Regions from separate parts of the Sus scrofa genome. Here region 1 is linked to region 2. The links are chromatin contacts, called in public promoter capture Hi-C maps. All regions are on one chromosome and are shown on one strand. The core of a region is the stretch at or near the end of the contact, and the rest is flanking DNA. Distances in the headings are between cores, read along the strand shown.

Evidence for each region. Promoter capture Hi-C pulls out the DNA fragments that hold promoters and counts their contacts.
Region 1: a contact with region 2 is called in a promoter capture Hi-C map of fetal liver, with 4 times the contacts expected there. The contact joins the promoter of MORF4L1 here to the promoter of IREB2 in region 2. A contact is called at or near these places in 2 of 5 promoter capture datasets (fetal liver and liver), 1 of 47 Hi-C or Micro-C datasets (heart right ventricle) and 1 of 2 datasets of contacts at active chromatin or transcription factors (alveolar macrophages).

Annotation. Positions count from the first base shown.
Region 1 is chr7:48,047,637-48,054,143 of Sscrofa11.1, reverse strand. MORF4L1 (mortality factor 4-like protein 1) reads right to left here and starts at 4,094. Exons shown (of 12, transcript XM_001927741.5): 1 at 3,828-4,094. The coding sequence starts at 3,867.
Region 2 is chr7:47,525,954-47,532,020 of Sscrofa11.1, reverse strand. IREB2 (iron-responsive element binding protein 2) reads left to right here and starts at 2,822. Exons shown (of 23, transcript NM_001167781.1): 1 at 2,822-2,919; 2 at 4,343-4,432. The coding sequence starts at 2,901.

The DNA of each region.
Region 1 (6,507 bases), core at 2,845-5,344, 520 kb before region 2:
TGCATATGTATAGCACAGAGAATTACATCCAATCACTTGTGATAGAACATAATAGAAGATAATACGAGAAAAAGAATGTATACATACGTATAACTGAGTCACTGCTGTATAGCAGAAATCGACAGAACATTGTAAATCAACTATAAAAAAGGTAAATTAAAAAAGCTTTGCACAACTTACTGGACTTCATATTTTAACTATCTTCCTTAGTAATAAGAGTAACTGATGAGATATTTGGGAAGGGCACAGAGAAGGGACCAGGCTGAGGGAAACAAATGGTACAAAAGCGTAGAAGAAACACGATATAAATTACTGTGCAGTGGTCCACTCTGAGAGAAACGCTGCCAGAGGTCGCTAGGCCCACAAAGAACTTAAAGTGGAGACTAGGAACAGGGAGATCAAAGACTTCTTTCAATAGTCAGGGATAAGAACAGAAGTAAGTATGAATCAAAAGCAGTAAAAGTTCACCTAACCCCAAGTAGAAACAGTTTAAACCTACTTTCAGCATAGTGGAGCATTAACTAGAACAGGAAATGGAGGAGGGGGGTTTCAGATCAACTCTGGCATAAGTTACAGTGGCTACAGGATATCCAAACTGATCTATCTAGGAAGCAGTTGAATACACATGTGTGGAGCTCATGAGAGAGCTAGGCTCTATATTTATAGATGGGACAAGATTTGTATTTATATTTATACTGTGGACAAGAATGACCATGGGGATACAGATAAGATATAGGGCTAATGAATAAATAGATGAGACCTCTGTCTCCAAATTTAACTCTCCAGGTACTATTTAAATGCACCTGGAAAATGGCCTTCCTCTTTACCCTCTCCTTGTGGCTGCTGCCGCCAGAGTCAAAGACAGCTGTATGGAAGCTAAGACCCTTTAACCTCCATTCTACGTATCTGGTCCTAATATCCTGTTGAAAAATTATACAGCTTGGAGATTATGACCCAGGACAACAAATGTCTATTTTTTCATTGAAATGGAAAGACTATTAATTGGGTGCTGTCTCAGATACGATTATTATTAAAAACCTTTCTCCACTCTTAATCCTTTCTAGTATCAAGCTACAAAGGTAATTTTGTCCAAAGCCCTCAAATTCAAGTGTGATGAGATTATTACAACTCCCTATCCTCCCACTGGCTTGCTTACTGGGTATATTACTCAACACTGGGCATCAACCAGTCTTCTGACAAGCCAGAGATCTTCCGCCTGACAATGGCTAGGTGCCCAATAGTATTCTTTACCTTAAGCTTTAACATTTCAAGTGAATGAGCAAATCCAGTACCAAAACATCACTCTGCTTAAAAACTGCTTTTGTAACATTTGTTGTGCCTTCACTAAGAAAAACTTTCAAGTTTAAAGGAATTGTAATAATTCATACTTCATTATTTCTGATAATTCATACTTTCTGTGTCTCGGTATAATTCTTAGTTCTAAAAGAACATTCCTTTTTCCTTACAAGATATTCTCTGAAAATTTGTTATAAATAACTAATCATAATTTCTTAAAGATAACTATACAACTCAACTTTGATGAGAGTAGAAAACATGTTTGGAAAGTGATGGTTAAGTGCAGAGTCTCTTAGGTAGCTTTCAAAACGTTAGATACTTGGTTCCTACTCTTCCCTAATTCATCACTATAGCAGGACATGGATTCTCCTTCACTGTTAGCCCCCCTCTCTCTAAAGCACTTCCTCCAGAATGCCATCCTTAACTGTCCCAAATATGGGTGATTTCTGCTTTGATATCCAACAGTGGGGATTAATTTTTTTCTTCCATGGACCTTTCACAAGTCTGTTAAGCCTAGAAGCCCTTCCCCAGAATTTTTCTCTAAATATGTAAAACAGTATTACAAAATTGTTCAACTGTATTGAAATAGTTATCAAAACATTTAAAATACCACATTCTATGGCAATATTAAGAGTCCTTAATGTAAACATTTAGCTGCTGATTCAATAACTACAATTCTGAAGTAATGAACAGCAAACATCTTAATGTATCTCCCACAACTGTAATGCTGGGATGTGAAAACATATAGCTAATACTATAAGTTTTTCATTTTGCTTTTTTTTTTGGGAGGGAGTCCTACATTCATAACTGAAATACTAAATTTTAGTTAAACAATAGAAAAACAACTTTTTCCCATCCAACTTTACGGATCATCTGAATTATAAACACTGACCCTAGATTAACAATCCCTGCTGCAGACCGAGAACAGACTTGTGGTTGCTAAAGCGGAGAAGAAAAGGAGTGGAATGGACTGGGAGTTGGAGATTAGTAGATGCAAACTACTACATTCAGAATGGATAAGCAACGAGACCCTACTGTATAACACAGAGAACTACTGGCACTCTCTTGGGATGGACCATGATGGAAGATAATATAAAAAAGGGTGTGTGTGTGTGTGTATATATATATATATATATATATATAATTGGGCTACTTTGCTGTACATCAGGAATTGGCACAACACTGTAATCAACCACACTTTAGTAATTTTAAGTAAAGGTAAAAAAAATTCGCAGCTAGAAAACATGTTTTTTAAAAAAGCAATCCATAAAGTCATACAGCTTTTCAAGGTGGTGAGAAAGCAGGTATTGAGAGTCAGTTATAACAGAAACGCCCTTGGAAAAACCTTAAATATTCCATAAAGCTATAATATACTTGGGTTTTGTGCATATGATTCTAAAAGTAATTGTAACGTCCATTAATGTTTGAAAATCCCTACAACAATATTTTTGCCTACACCTCGATATCTATGGTAACTACCACATACACCTATAGTAATGGAAGGGAAATCTGAAGTGTTCTTGCATGCCTTACAGAATTTTACTTCCATTTTAGCTGTCTCCACCTCAATATAAATTAACAGAAATGTTAAATATAAATATTAAAGAGCCGTCTTCCACTGGAAGTCAGGTTCTACCGTCAACCAAGACACGTCCATCAAAAACAAAAAAAACCTTTCCAATCACTGTTAATCAAACGTTACTGCAATGAGTCAAGCAGCTGCAGTATTTAAAAGACGACTACAAGCCAATAGGACTTATAAAGCAAAGGGATGCCTTCAAGGAACACAAAGCCGACCCAGACGCCCGCGGTTTTTCTCTTCTCCTTCTCCTGTCCCCACCCACCTCCCTGCGGAAAGCGCCGGAGAACCAGTTCGCGTACCGTGGCGGTGGAAGAAGGGGGCGCTGCATCTGCCCTAAAGCAGCGTCTGCGGCCGGGAGCCGGGGACCGAGGCGCCGGCGGCCATGATGGGGCGGCCATCTTGCAGCGGCCATTTTACAACGCAGTTCTCCCGCCCCAAGGCGCGAAGCCCACCCCACTGCAGCAGCCCGGCGGCTCCACCGAGTACGACCACCTCGGAGCTCGAGGCCTCCCGGGAGTGCCAGCTGTTGACCGCCCACGCCGCCTGGGGGCCCCGCGCCGGCGCCCGAAACCACTGCCGCTCCCTCCCCTCCCCCATGCCACATCACTTCCCCTAACGGCCGCCATGGCGCACCCATCGCCTCCCTACAATAGGCTACTTTCTCCGCGCTCGCTTCACAACAACAAACACTGCACTATGGCTTTGCCACGCAGCAGCGGATCCCTCTCCTACCCCAACGCCTGCATAATGCTTCCGCTTCACAAGGTGCTTTCTCCTCGTGACGCACCGAAATATCCTGCCGCAATGCGCTTTCCCTGCACAAAGCCTTGCCAGCCGCCTGATCCGAGCGCAGCCCTTACCACCCCCGGCCCACAAGCTTCAACTACCCCGAGCCCGCCTCCATCCCCTGCGCCGTTAGATGCCTTTTTTCCCACGGGCTCAGACTCACCCTCCTGGAATTTAGGCTTCGGGTCCTGCTTCGGCGCCATTTATAAGTGATTCGCCGCCGCCTCCTCCTCCTTCTCCCACCACCCCCGACTACCGCCCCCTACTCTCTACCCCACCCAACTTCGCGTCAGACGCGCCGTCAGGCACCGCCAACTCTACATCCTGGGCCCGATTTGCCAGCGCCCGCAGACCTCACAGCACAGCGACCCGCGCAGCCGCCGCCCTAGCCAACGGTTGCCTGCCGCGCACGCGCCCCTGCGACCGAGCCGCCCCAGGGCACGCCGGGAGTGGTAGTTCCAAGGCAGTTGAGGCGCCACGGGATGGGGGAGGGGCGTTGGCCTTTTCCCATCCCCCACCCCCTGCTGCTCTTCCCCACCCCCACCCGGGGACTGCCTGAGGTTTTTAAAGCCGGATTTGTTTTTGTGTGTTGCCAGGGCGAGAGGAAAGGAGGCCGTGCATCACGTGCGGTGAAAGAATGGGAAAGGCCCAGTTGCGGAGCCCCATGGGCAATAGAGGGCCACAATTATATGGGCTTTGAAATAGCCAGAAATAAAAGGCTGCCTCTGAAGCCTACTTTCAATAGCATCTGAGTAGTTTCTGCGTAGGAAATCTTCACGGCCAGCAATCTGGTCAGAAGTGGGTGGATAATGGAGACTGCGTCTATAAATTTCATTGTTTTAGCAAGCTCACTGCCAGTTTTTTTGGTGCGACTGATGGCTGTTTGTCGGCTCCTACTCCTCCCCTACTCCAGCCCGGGGCCTGCAGAAATGAGGACATAGAGGGAGACACCAGGCAGTCTTTTGTGATAATGGAGTTCAGTCCGCGGAGGGAGGCTAACGTGAATAATCACGACGTCGAGATTCTGCACTGGCCCTATTTGTACACATTCTTGCCACCTAATTTCTTTGAGCTATTATTGAATATACACACAACTTAAACGAATTTCCTTATGTCATTCCCTTGTTCGAAATGTCTGCAGTTTGCTCAGCCGCAAAATAGAATAATAGCACCTTTCCATTGGTTTACTGTGAGAATTTCATGGAAAGGCTTAGGATGGTTCTGAGCAGTGAATTAGTGTGCAGAAAACGTTAAGCAGGATGAATCCCAAAGTCTATAGCTTGGCATTTTAAGTCCTTCCACAAACAATCCCCAACCGTCTCCAGGCCTTAGACTTGTCTCCTTGCCTTTTCTAAACCCTCCCCTGAACATGCTACGCTCCCATCAATTCCAGACCTCTCTCCATTTATCTGACTCCAGTTTCTCCTTCAGTCTTCCTTTAGCACAGCCCCTTTGACCACAGAAACCCACAAAGAACCCTCCTTCCATTTGCACCATCTGGTTTCTATTACTCCCTAGGGTGTCTAAGAAAGGGGCAAGGGCTTCTTGGTGACTCCACCACCACACCAGAACTCTCAAGTACACTTCTTTTTTTTAACGTGTTGAGTACAAAATAGTTCAAAATTAAATAATTCCGAAAAGATTTTAATGTAAAAATGAAGGTAGTGAAAAGTCTCTTTCCCACCTCTTATTCTCATCTGCCCAATGCCCAATAAAGTATTATAGTTGTTTGAGTTTCCTTGCAGTTTCTTTATCCTAGCACCCCCATTGTGTTCTTTCTCCATGTATATTGGAATTATTTTTTTTTTTGCCTTTATCTTTTAGATATACAAGTAATATTTGGGTTCTTCATGATGCAATAATTCAGAGGTATAAAATCCAGGGTGAAACTTGAGGAATCCTTTTATTTTCCCTCCTTAACCTCCCCATCATTTGGCATAAATATTTTTCTATACTCCCTAATTGGTTTTGTTGTTGTTGTTGTTGTCTTTTCCAGGGCCACACCCACAGCATATGGAAGTTCCCAGGCTAGGGGTCTAATTGGAGCTGAAGCCGCTGGCCTACACCAGAGCCACAGCAACACTGGATCCAAGCCGAGTCTGCAACCTACACCACAGCTCATGGCAACGCCGGATCCTTAACCCACTCAGCAAGTGCAGGGATCAAACCCACAACCTCATGGTTCCTAGTCCGATTCGTTAACCACTGCGCCATGACAGGAACTCCCGCTGTTTCTATAACTTTAATCTGGTGTAGTTACATGGGTGTTCACACATGTAAAGTAAAAATTCATCAAGTTGTGCATTTATGAGTAACGCACTTTACCACAACTATATTATACTGTAAAAAAATCTCTAAAAGTCACTTTATATTTTTATTATAAAAATTTCAAATATACAGAAAAGTAGAACGATGCATTATGTATCTCAATTCAACAATTGTGAATATTTTTCTATATTTGCTTTATATATATATATATACATGTATGGTGTGTGTACGTATGAAGACCTCAGGACCTATTGTGCCTCAATTCTTCAGTATATACTTCCAAAATAGAAAGGCATTCTTTTACATACCACATTATCATTCTCACACCTGACACAAGTAACAATAATTCCCTAAAGTCATATAATTCCCATTTCACAATTCCTCACTTGTTCCTAAAATATTTTTGCCTTTGTTGCCTGTTTGAAACAAAACAGGATCCATTAAATGACAATGTATTGCATTTGGTTATTAAATTTCTTAACTCTCTTTAAATCTAGACAAAGTTTTAAAGGTAGGAGTCCAAGGATACAATTCAAATGGTCCATGAACTTGGGTGTAAAAAAAAATTACATCTT
Region 2 (6,067 bases), core at 1,573-4,072:
TAGTCGGATTCATTAACCACTGAGCCACGACGGGAAATCCTAGTCCTTATTTTGAACTGTCAAATATAAATAAAAAGCATTGACTACATTCGGCTGAATATATTATTTTCTGTAAAATCATAAGTAGATGCAGGCATCTGATTACATCATGTCATGCAGTTGTAGATGTGCCTGTGCACCTGCATATTATAACACGTATTATTTTCTAATCAATTACTTTACTTTTATTTCTCCTTTACATTACAGCTAGGGCATTATATAGATTATTTTATTGCTTTGTATGGGTTATATTATCTGTGAAATTCATGCCAGGATAGTAAAGGAGACATTATAAATTGTACGTTGTAGGAAGAGGGTATTGGGTTTGCTAGGGTAGAGAACTACTGGTCTAACTTCTGGTCAGTAAGAGGTGTGTGGAGGATCTTTAGGAAAATATTTTCTTCTCTGATTTAAAAAGACGGCGGGGGGCGCTCTGCACCACTTTCCCTTCCTCTTTTGGAAGTTGTAAGACAACATAATTTTTCTGTATGATGCAGTCATCTTGCAACCGGGAGGCAGCAAGTCTGAGGAAGGAAAATTAATATGTTGAGGAGCATGGGGCCAAAATAAGGAATGTGCCTGGGTCTTTGATGGTGTTATTGATCTTGTTGCAGTAACCCTGGATCTGCCTACTATGGACATTATCGTGTGAGATAATTACAGATCTGTATTATTTAAGCTCCCATTGGTTGGGTATTCTCTTGCATGCAACTACAAGCATCTAACAAAGATATGGAGAATACAGTAAGTGGGCAATTACAATCAAGTGCTCTAATTGAAATATATAGGAAGATAAGGAAGCATTTCATCATATTCCCAAGCCAAACTGGGGGTTGTGGAGTTGTATTTTCTTTAGGAAATATCTGGACTAAGGCCTGAAGACTGAGTAGTAGCAGGACAGGGCACAGCACAGTGTTCCACAAAGGAAGAACAGCAAGTGAGACACTACAGCGTGACGGAGAAGTGATTCTGCCTAAAGGAAGTTTCCTGAAAAGGTACAAACAATAGGTATGAGATACCAGAGAGAACCCTGACTCAGTCACTTGGTAGCTGAGCAATGTTGTGTAAGTTTCTTAACCTCGCAGAGTTTCAGTCTCATTATCATGAAAATGACAATTACAGTAGTACTCATGTCCCAGGGTCTTTTTGAGAAGACTGTCAGTCATCTAGACAGGATATGTTCAAATCTAGACCTGGGTGGTGGCCGAGGGAATGGTTAGAAAGGCACATAAATAGAGGAACTATACTGGGGTTTGCTTCAGCAAGGCTTGTTGGGTTAGTGATTAGGGTAGAGGGTACAGGATCAAGAATGATGTCTCTGTGGGAGTTCCCTGGTGGCCTTGAGATTAAGGATCCCACGTTGTCACTGCTGGGGCTTGGGTTCGCTGCTGTAGCGCAGGTTTGATCTCTGGCCCAGAGATTTCTGCAAGCCACAGACACTGCCAAAAAGAGAGAGAGAAAAATGGTGTGTCTGTGTCTGGCATGGGTAACTTAGGGGTTGGTGGTGCCATTCATTGATACAGGCAATACTAAAGGAGTAAAGGGTTTTAAGGGGAAAATGATGACTTCTGTTTTGGAGATTTTGAGTCTGGGGTGCCTGTGAGATATGGAGTCATCCAATAGGTACTAGAATATACAACTATGGGCTTAGGGGATGTGTTTGGGTTTCAGGGACACCTCTGGGCTTAGGAGATGTGTTTGGGTTGGAGGTAGACTGGTAAATAAGAACATATAACTAATAACTGAAGCCAAAGGAGAGAGTGAGATGCGCCGGGAAAACAGTGCAAGGCCAGAGCCCTGGGATATATTTAATACCAGTACATTGAATGGCTGGGCAGAGGAAGAGGGGCCTGCAAATGAGACTGAGACGGAGCACCCTTAAGGATAGGAAGAAAAACAAGTAGCATCTGAGGTCACAAAAACTGATGGAAGAATATTTCTCAACAAGGGCAGAGATCAAGGAGAATAAGGATTGAGAAACGTGTGATTAGCGAATGGGGTTATGGCTGTCCTTGACCAGAGGTGTTTCTAGCGGGTGGAAAGCAGACTGGAGAGGGATAAGGAGTGGGAGGGGAAGGGAGAGCGCAACCAGCGCTCTCTGGAAAGCTGGCTGCCAACAGGAGATAAGGCGGCAGAGAACGCAGGTACTAGAGGAGCGGAGGCGGAGGCGGGATGGAGACTTTAGCATGATTAACTGCCCATGGGAAGGAGTGTGTGGAAAAGGAGAGAATGAAGCTACAGGGGTGAAAGGAAAATTCATTCAACAATTAGAGCGCTTCCTACATGCCAGATCAGTCCGGTCACCCTCTCCAAGAACACGCGTGCAGGCCACACATACGACAGGTTTAGCCTGAGACTATCTTCTGGTGAAAGGGGTTCGCCTTAGGCTGTTTTTCCTAGGAGTAGCAATTCTGACTCCTCCCTCCCCCACACCGCTGGATATCCCGCTGGAGCCCTTGCACCGCTGGATCTCACAACCTCAATTAGATATTTGAAGCCGCAACTTAGTAACGGATCGCTAGGAGGGCCAAGCTAGTGCCGTGGAAGATACAGCCGCTCCAGCCTTAGCGTCCGATCGCGAGAACAGGGACGCAGGCGCAAAAAATCGCCTTCTCGCTGGCTCCGCCCCTTCTCTTTCTTTGTCTCCACGTCCGATGATCTCGCGAGAGTTGGGCGGCAAATCCCGCGAGCTCAGACCTAGACCTGGGGTCGACTCTGCGGCTCTCGCGGTGTTTGCGCGAGACTGCTCTTTTCCTTCTTCCCTTGCGGGTCCGCCTGCCTTCCTCCCCTTTTTCCCCGCCCGGCCTCCCCCTCCTTACCCCGCGGGCCCCCTCCCCGCAGGGATAATATGGTCTCCGGCGATGGACGCCCCAAGTGCAGGTTAGTTTCAGTCCGCCCCCTGGGATGTGGCAGCTGGAGACGCGCGCTTCCCGGGCTCCGGGTCCTTTGCTTCTCGCCTGGAGTCACTCGGCCGGCTCCCGGGCCCTCTGGGCTCAGGTCCTGCTCCCTTAAGGCCTGCCTGATGGGCCTCACTCTCTGCTTCCAGGCCCCGAGAGCCCGGCCTCGCCGCCCTCGCCCCGCAGCGTGACCCCATCAGGCCCGTCCGCTCCGCCGCTGGCCTCGACCAGTGGCGGCGTCAGCCTGTTGGCCCCTTCCAGAGTCTTTTGGTACTCCTCACTTAGCACTACGGTCAGGGAGAGGCCCACTTTCGTCCTCTCCCCGCCCCCCATTTGTAAGAGATGAGGGTGGGGGCCGGCGTCTCCTTGGTTGGGTCTCTCGCAGATAGTTGTTTATTCCGCTGTCCAGCCTCAAGTCACTCCCTCTCTCTTTGCCTCTGGAAGCGGAGTGGGGGGCGGTCAAGGCCGAACACTGGTTAATCAGTTCCCAGACCATTTATTGCAGCTCTGGGTCTCCTCCGCCGCCCCCCTACCCCCAACCACCTTCTTAGCTTCCTCCTCAATAAAAAAGAGGAAAAACATTTAGTATTCCCCCAAAGTGAGCTCTGCTTATTGCTTCTCATTTCCGAGCAAGGTCCGAACAATGTTGAGGGTCCTGCCCACCCACCGCAATGAGTCTGCACAAAAGCTCTGAATGTTCTTTAACCTCAAGGCTGCCTCCCCACTACTTCAAGAATGTAGGAGTTGGGGTACATTCGCAGGAGACCCCTGGGTCTTTGTAGTTAAGCGTCAATTCATGCAAAACCAGGAAGACATGCTAATATACCCAGATGTTTTGTTTTTCACCTTTACCCTTAGTCTTAAGACCTATTAAGGTCTGACCTGATAAGTTGTTTTGGTTTGGTTTTGATTTTGTTCACGTTGTTGACTACAGTGTAAAAATCTGTCTTTTGATTATTTTTTTAAAAAAATTCTTATAGTTGTGACGGTTCTCAAATTGTCCTGTCTGTATTTACGCAGGTCTTCACAAAATATACCTATACTTCTTATAAATAATTCTTATTGTCCCTTTCTAGGTATTCTTTGTTATCACATTTCAAGAGTTATTTTACCAGTTTTTAATTCGAGAAGAGTCATGGTTTAGAGTTATACTATCCAATACAGTGGACGCTAGCTACATGTAACGATTTAAATTAATTAAAATTTAAAACTCTGTTCATTGTAACCATATTTCAAGTGCTTAATAGCCACATGTGGCTAATGGCTACCTTGATAGACAGTGCAAAGAATTGAACTTTTGGACCACTGCAGAAAATTTTATTGGACAAAGCTGATTTCTAGCTATTTTTTGTTTGAATAAAGGTCCTTTGTATCTGTGTTTAATGGAAGTATAATTTTTTTTTCAGGATATGCCTTTGAGTACCTTATTGAAACATTAAATGACAGTTCACATAAGAAGTTCTTCAATGTACCTAGACTTGGAGGCACCAAGTATGGTAATGTTGCCTAAATTTTCTTGGGTTTGTTTAGATTCTAATAATAAAAATGCAGTGGTTGAGCTGAGTTGAAGAAATTGTAAATTTATTTCCACCATGTTGTAGCAGTACATCTACACATATATGTAACATTTTAAACACTCTTCTTGGGACAGCTTTTATTTGAGGAAGATGTAAGCCCATACCTTACTTCTCATTTAGACTCTAAGTTAATGTAGTAATGATTTTTCCCCCCAAAGAAACTACTAATACAATTTTAAAAAACAACAGAAACCTGACTGGTGATATTTTAGAGCTATTAAATGTATATTTTAATTCTTCAAGTGAACAATGCCCACAGTTCTTTTTTTTTTTTTTTTTTTTTTTTTTTGGTCTTTTTGCCATTTCTTGGGCCGCTCCTGCGCATATGGACGTTCCCAGGCTAGGGGTCTAATCGGAGCTGGAGCTGCCAGCTTACACCAGAGCCACAGCAACGCGGGATCCGAGCCACGTCTATGACCCACACCACAGTTCACGGCAATGCAAGGCCAGGGATGGAACCCGCAACCTCATGGTTCCTAGTCGGATTCATTAACCACTGTGCCACAACGGGAACTCTAGTGCCCACAGTTCTTGATCTGCTATCCTTTGAATAGGAATCATCAACAGGGCCCACTGGTTTGAGTTGTTCACCAGGGCCTGATTTGCCCAGGCTTGTGCACCAGAACTCTTGGCAGACCTTTGCAGGCGCCTAATCAGGATCAAACCTTTCACTGAAGTCTAAGAAGAGTGAATTTGGCGGAACCCCAGAGTACTGGATGGAAGTCTTGACTTTGTTGACAACTGAGTACCTTTCTCAACCAGGCCAGTGAAGGGAAGGCCTGCTTAGAAGAGTGATTTAGATTATTCAGACTTTTCAGTGAAAACTACTTGAAAAGATAAATGCCAAATCGATTGCAGTTTTGGAGGGAGCATTTCCCTTAATCTTTTTTTAAAAACTTGTGTTAAGATTGTGTTCATGATTTTTCTGTAGGTTTTAATGGATATAAATGTTCTAGACTGCCATTAGCAGTGTTTTCTTGTACATTGTGAGAAAATATATATTGAGTGTATTTTGGTGAATATCTCTATCTTAGAATTAGGTTGCCATTTAAAAAATAAATAGTTCAGGAGTTCCCACTGTGGTGCAGGAGGTTAAGGATCTGACATTACCGCAGCTCATTTGATCCTTGGCCTGGGAACTTCCATATGCTGTGGGTATGGCCAAAAATAGATAAGTAAACAGTTTACCCAAATCCTTCATGTTGCATGTTTAGTTGCTGGGATTAGCATTAAGAGAGATTGGTCATTTTCTTAATGCCATGTAGTTTCCATTCACATTTATTTTAGCTCTTCACTGATAATGAGTTTGTATTCATTTTAAAAAGGGAACAGCTTGGTTGATTATCTACTAGAAGGATTTTTTATTTCCCTTCTTTCAAATATCTAATGATTCTGGCTGGGAAGTTTCTTAGTCCAAATTTTATAGTTTAATAAAGTAAAAGAACATACATGAGGATTTTTTTTAAAGTTGAGTATAAGTTCCTCTGTGGATAATTTGTGGAAATGCGCCTACTTGAAGATATTTCCCAAATGCAGAAAATAGTAGGAAACTAC